Regions from separate parts of the Capsicum annuum genome. Here region 2 is linked to region 1. The links are chromatin contacts, called in public Hi-C maps. All regions are on one chromosome and are shown on one strand. The core of a region is the stretch at or near the end of the contact, and the rest is flanking DNA. Distances in the headings are between cores, read along the strand shown. Region 1 holds the start of LOC107863491. Region 2 overlaps LOC107863466 (clathrin heavy chain 1).

Region 1 (2,700 bases), core at 22-2,521:
TTTTACAATAATGTTCGAGAACAAGAATAACATCAATAATAAGAATTGATATTTCACTCAAAAAAATACCTCATTTCCATCAACCACCATATTAAGAGAATAACTACCGCAAACTACGGTTTCTTAGGTTCTTCCTACTTTTTTTAGCATCAAAAGTCAAAATTATTTACCCATACTTCACGATAATGCAATTAAAGTTCTTATTTTTCTTCATTAAATAAAAACCCCTAATTTTCAAAAAAAATAAAATAACAAATATAGAACTCTTACTTGCATTGAGAGAGAAAATGACAGCTACGAGGAAGAAACAGCTACAAGAAAGAAGGAAGTCGAAAATAACAACTTATATGGTCAGAAATGGAAATAAAATCGATCCATCGTGATGGGTTTCGGGCAATTTGTTGGAACAAAAAGTTGAGTTATTGAGAGAAGAGAAGAGGAAACGTTCTCAGAGATATTTTTGGAAAACTGATGGGACATAATTGTCATATATTTTTATTACACATTAATTAGAATTGGGGTTGATTTGTAATTTTAAAAAATTAATAAATTTTGAAAATATTGATTTGGTCCCAAATATCTTGATTAAGTTTTTAAGGGGGATTTTGACCCTACCCTTTGGTCAGTATCACCAATACTCAAAAAGAAACTTAAAAGACTCTTTTTGTTCAATTTTTTCAACATTCTAAGTAGTCGTTTGGCCATGAAAACTAAAAAATTTTGAAGTTGAAGTTAGAATTGGAGTTGAAGTTGGAGTTGGAGTCGTTTTGACTAGGTCTTTTTGGTAATATTTTTTAGACCTTTGAAAAGACTTTTTAAAATATAATTTTATACCTTAATTTTTAAAAACTATCAAAATCACCCAACTTAACTAATTTACCTACAAGATACAATAATGTGACAGAAGATAATAATGTTGCCTTTGTTGTTGGTGTTGTATAAAGAGTCACAAGAATGAGCGGATTAAGTTTCCATTGTATTATGAGGAAATTTTGAGGAAAAGGAAAAAAATAAAGTTGTCTTCAATTTTAAGGTTTTTTATCTATGAAAATAAGAAGTGAGCAATGTGGTGATTAGACATTTAACTCCAGTTGTTGATAAAATTAATAGAGTATTTTTTAAATAAAAATAAAATTATTTATAATAAATGAAGTTGAAATTGAAATTAAAAAAAATAAAAATAAGTAAAATTTATTTTTATTTTTTCAAAAATAATTTAAAATTAAAATTAAAATTTTTATAGCCAAACATATTAATTTTGACTAAAAGTGTAAACAACTTTTATTGGAGGATAATTACGGCTCTCTATCAGCACCGTTCATTTTGGAAACTGAAGGCAAAGCAGAAAACTGCTCTCAATTTTATTCTTCATATCTCCTGCGCTTCAGTTTAAACAAAGTTTACATTGCAAGATTTCATGGTTGGGCTGTAAAACTATATTTGAGCATCCACACGCAATAAAGAGGAAGTCCATGGCTGCTTCTTTGAATTCTCTCCTGGGCTTTCCCTCAATTGTATGTATTGCATCTCCTTCCAGTTCTCTTTCTTTTTTCGCTGAAAATTTATCTGTTCATACTTCTAACGATTCTCTTTCATGATCACCTTCTAAATTCATTGCTTTAAATGGAATATTACTTGCTTGGCTATTTTTGGGTTTGATAGACACTTGCTGGTCGTTTGGTTGGGAAAGAGTTATCCAGGAACAATTAATCCCTAGTTAGTCCACCATTTATATGGAATAACTTATCCCATACTATGGAGATAACTTATCTCATCACTATTGTGTAAATGTTGGGATAAATAATTGCGGTACTAACTAGTGCCTCCCACTAAAATGGGATAAAATAGTCCTCATTTTATCGTGGGACTATTTATCTCTTATACCTCACACTAAACGACCCTTTAGTGTTAATTGTGGTTATTTGATAGTAAATTAATCTTGTGATTAGATAGCATGGAGGGAGTGGAAGCAAGAATTTATTTTCCTTAACGTGTAAATAATAGATTAGGATCAATCAGATATTGTCATGTTTCGATAGGAAAAAGGGCAGCTCAGTGCACTAAGCTCCTGTTATGACAGGATTCAGGGAAGGGCCGGATCACAAGGAGGGTATATTGTATGTAGCCGTACCTATGATTCTATACTTCTTAAATAGAAATTATGGTTAGCTTGGTTGTGTAATGGGCTAGTCTTGTTATCTAGGTGATATTTGCAGTTACAGATCATAGAAGTTTGTATCTATGTATAAGAAGTCAATAAAGAAGGAAGTCGTCAAGCGATAGATGTAGTCACAACTTCTAATAAGTACATGGCATGGAGGATATGGTCGAGCTAGTAATAGGAATAAAGAAGGAAAGAAATTCTAGAGTTTGCTATAACTAAGACATAGGACCCATTTGACCATAGACTTCCCAATTAGGTTTTAGTGTTTGGTCATACAATCTATCATTGTTTGGTAAATAATCGAAATTCCCAAATACTAGAAAATTCTAGTATTTGGGCCATATTCCAATTTTTGTGAACTTTTAAAACTAAAATATGTTTCCCAAATACTATGGACAAACACATGGTGGAATTTCACAAATCTTCACCCAAAAATGACTTGCCAAAAATATTTGGGAATCTATGGCCAAGCGCTAGCATAATATAACACAACAACAACAACATACCTAGTGAATTCCCACAAAGTGGGGTCTGGG
Region 2 (2,727 bases), core at 98-2,597, 500 kb before region 1:
ATGCTTGTTTGTTTGTTATGATTTGATTCGCCCGGATGTTACCCTCGAGCTAGCGTGGATGAATAATATGATCGACTTTGCATTCCCTTACCTGTTACAGGTAACTGACTCTCCACCCTAACCCCGTGTCAATATTTTCACATGCTTGTCTTCTTTCAAGGAGAATATTCTTTTGCATTGATTTTCTTTGTGGATATTTAGCCCCACGTTTAATACGCCTTGTCTGATGGATGTGTATGCTAGTGCATCCTTTCAGCCTTGCCATGGCTGCAAGGATATCTGATTCGCTCTGGAAAAACCTGTTTGTACTTGTCAGAGCAAGGCTGCAAGTATATCTGATTTACTCTGGAAAAACCTGTTTACTTGTCCAAAAAATAAAAAAGGTTTTGTGTTTCCTTTGGGTGTGTTTCACATGATGTTCTTATTGAATCTCTTCTGGATTCTATTTCTGGTTATTTCCTGTTTATAGTTCACTATGATTATGGTCAATTTTTCAAAAATATAAAGATGCCCATATGACCGTGTTAACTATTCTTGATCTTGAGCCGGGGGTCTATTGGAAACAACCTCTCTACTTTTTCGGAAGTAGCGGTATGGACTGCGTACATTTTACCCTCCCCAGACCCCACTTGGTGGGAATTCACTGGGTTTGTTGAACATGCATGTCATAGCATCATTGTTGCCTCCTAGCTTCTGCTCATATGCAGTAATCATTTTGTTGTCTGCTTTAGTTTTCTGATTCTCTGTTGCTTGTTGATATCTAGTGTAATCTGCAGCTATTTTCTGATTCCTCTCTCTCTCTCTTGTAGTTTATTCGAGAATATACTGGCAAGGTTGATGAGCTGATAAAAGATAAAATAGAGGCTCAAAGTGAAGCAAAAGCCAAAGAGAATGAAGAGAAGGACGTTATGAAGCAACAGGTATTCTGTAATATATATTGCAAGTAATTTCGTAGTCTACAGTCTACTTAATAGCTAGGAACATAACCACCATTGCAAAAACTTTTGGTAATGTTTTGAAGTGTGACATTAAAGACATGCATTTTTATGTGGTAAAATGGCCATTCCTGTAATTGCTTGATGTGTAAACAAGCCATCGCTAAACCTCTTCACTTTTGGTTGTAGAACATGTATGCGCAGTTGCTACCTCTGGCTTTGCCTGCTCCACCAATGCCAGGTATGGGAGGAGGTTTTGCTCCACCTTCGCCACCTCCAATGGGTGGAATGGGAATGCCTCCATTTGGTATGCCACCCATGGGTCCCTACTAATTCAAGGTTTTACTTCAGCTACTGGTGTAAACAAACAAACACTAAAAGAGTGAAGCATGCAATTTGGTCGTTTTTGTTGGAGTTGGGGCTGTTTCCCGTGATTCTTTCAGGCTGCAGTTGATTGCTGATCGGCAGAAATGGAGGCTAGATAAAATAACCATTCTGTTGTGTGTCATAAGGTGCTGATATCTCCTTTGTAATATTCTTTTAGAAGAGGCAGTTTTTTGCAGCTAGGTAGCAGATGGAGGATCGAGGATATTACAAATATCTAGAACTATTTAGAGATGCATTATATTGCATTTTGTACTATTTTCTGTCAAGGATTAATTTCCAAAGTTCTGTAAGTATTTCAAGGACGGGCGTCTTGTTGATAAAATTTAATTTTAATGCTTTATTCAGGGAAATCTTTTTATCTTATCAACAGCTGCACTTTTTTTTTGTTCTTCTATTTTTCATTGTTCCAGGAACAGCCTAGTCTTGCTGAGTCAGTTCCATTTTTTCATATACTTTTAGCAGTTTCTTAAAGTTTTTGCTTCTTGTTGATATTAGTTTTCGACTTCTGAGCATGCGTGCGTTGTACCCCATATGGATGAGTACCCAACTTTACAAAATTTTGATTCTTGCAAAATAATTAACCCATTTAAGAACGTTGATGCAAGCGCGTGCCCTTTTGGCTCAACAATTTCAGCAATGTGTAGTTTCTGTAAGTAGACCAAATAATGCAAATTGTATGTCTGATCTTCCATTTAAGAACGTCAATGAAGATTGAGTAGCAAAATAGTTGTAAGATTACGTTAAAAACATAATTCGTATACCATTCTATGAACTTGGTTTGGAATGACAACAGTATAAACGTTTCCATGAAGTCAAATACTACTACATTAAGTTAATCAAATTAATTAAGAGAAGTGGAAAAGGCTTAGAGTGTTTACTCATATACACGTTTTCATGTGCCAAACAAATGCAGATAACTTTTATGAATATTTTCATTTTTTAACTTTTAACTTTAACATCCTTCCATTTTTAATATTTAGTGTTCTGGCAGTTTCAAAATCGTTAGTTGAGTTATGAAAAATTGGAAATATGCAATTTGTAAATCACAGTTGAAAAATGTCTTTTATAAGAGAAGTATTATAATACTTTCTTGGCAACTGTCTTGACATAGTGCCCATAGAATATAATTATATTAAACAATGATAAAAACAAAAATGAAAGGGAAAAGGTCGAAGTGGGGGTGGAACAAAAATGGGAGGGGTCGCTTTGTGTTCCAAGTTCAACCACCATATGATCCCGCGTCATCAACTAATGTCTAATCAGAACCTATACGATTGATCCCATTCATATCAACAATTATGTAATTAGGTAGAACATAATTCATTTAGGACTTGAAACTATGACTACACAACCTTTAAATCTGAGTTTCAACACAACTGTTCTCATAAGTTTCATTTATAACATT

The links. A called contact is a pair of places that touch in the nucleus more often than the background predicts.
Region 2: a Hi-C map of leaf shows a contact between it and region 1, with 2.5 times the contacts expected there. The contact joins the enhancer-like site here to the promoter of LOC107863491 in region 1. A contact is called at or near these places in 3 of 5 Hi-C or Micro-C datasets (bud, leaf and placenta).

The regions. Positions count from the first base shown.
Region 1 is chr3:150,138,233-150,140,932 of UCD10Xv1.1, reverse strand. LOC107863491 reads left to right here and starts at 1,271. Exons shown (of 2, transcript XM_016709423.2): 1 at 1,271-1,514. The coding sequence starts at 1,473.
Region 2 is chr3:150,634,096-150,636,822 of UCD10Xv1.1, reverse strand. It overlaps LOC107863466 (clathrin heavy chain 1), which reads left to right. Exons shown (of 30, transcript XM_016709399.2): 28 at 1-100; 29 at 810-920; 30 at 1,125-1,689. The coding sequence ends at 1,268. Among protein-coding and RNA genes, the nearest start is that of LOC107863466, 12 kb to the left of the region's middle. Within about 2 kb of position 1,347, at least 3 of the 5 cell types and tissues checked have an H3K27ac peak or open chromatin away from gene starts, as enhancers often do. A contact at or near this core is called in leaf, where this site is marked.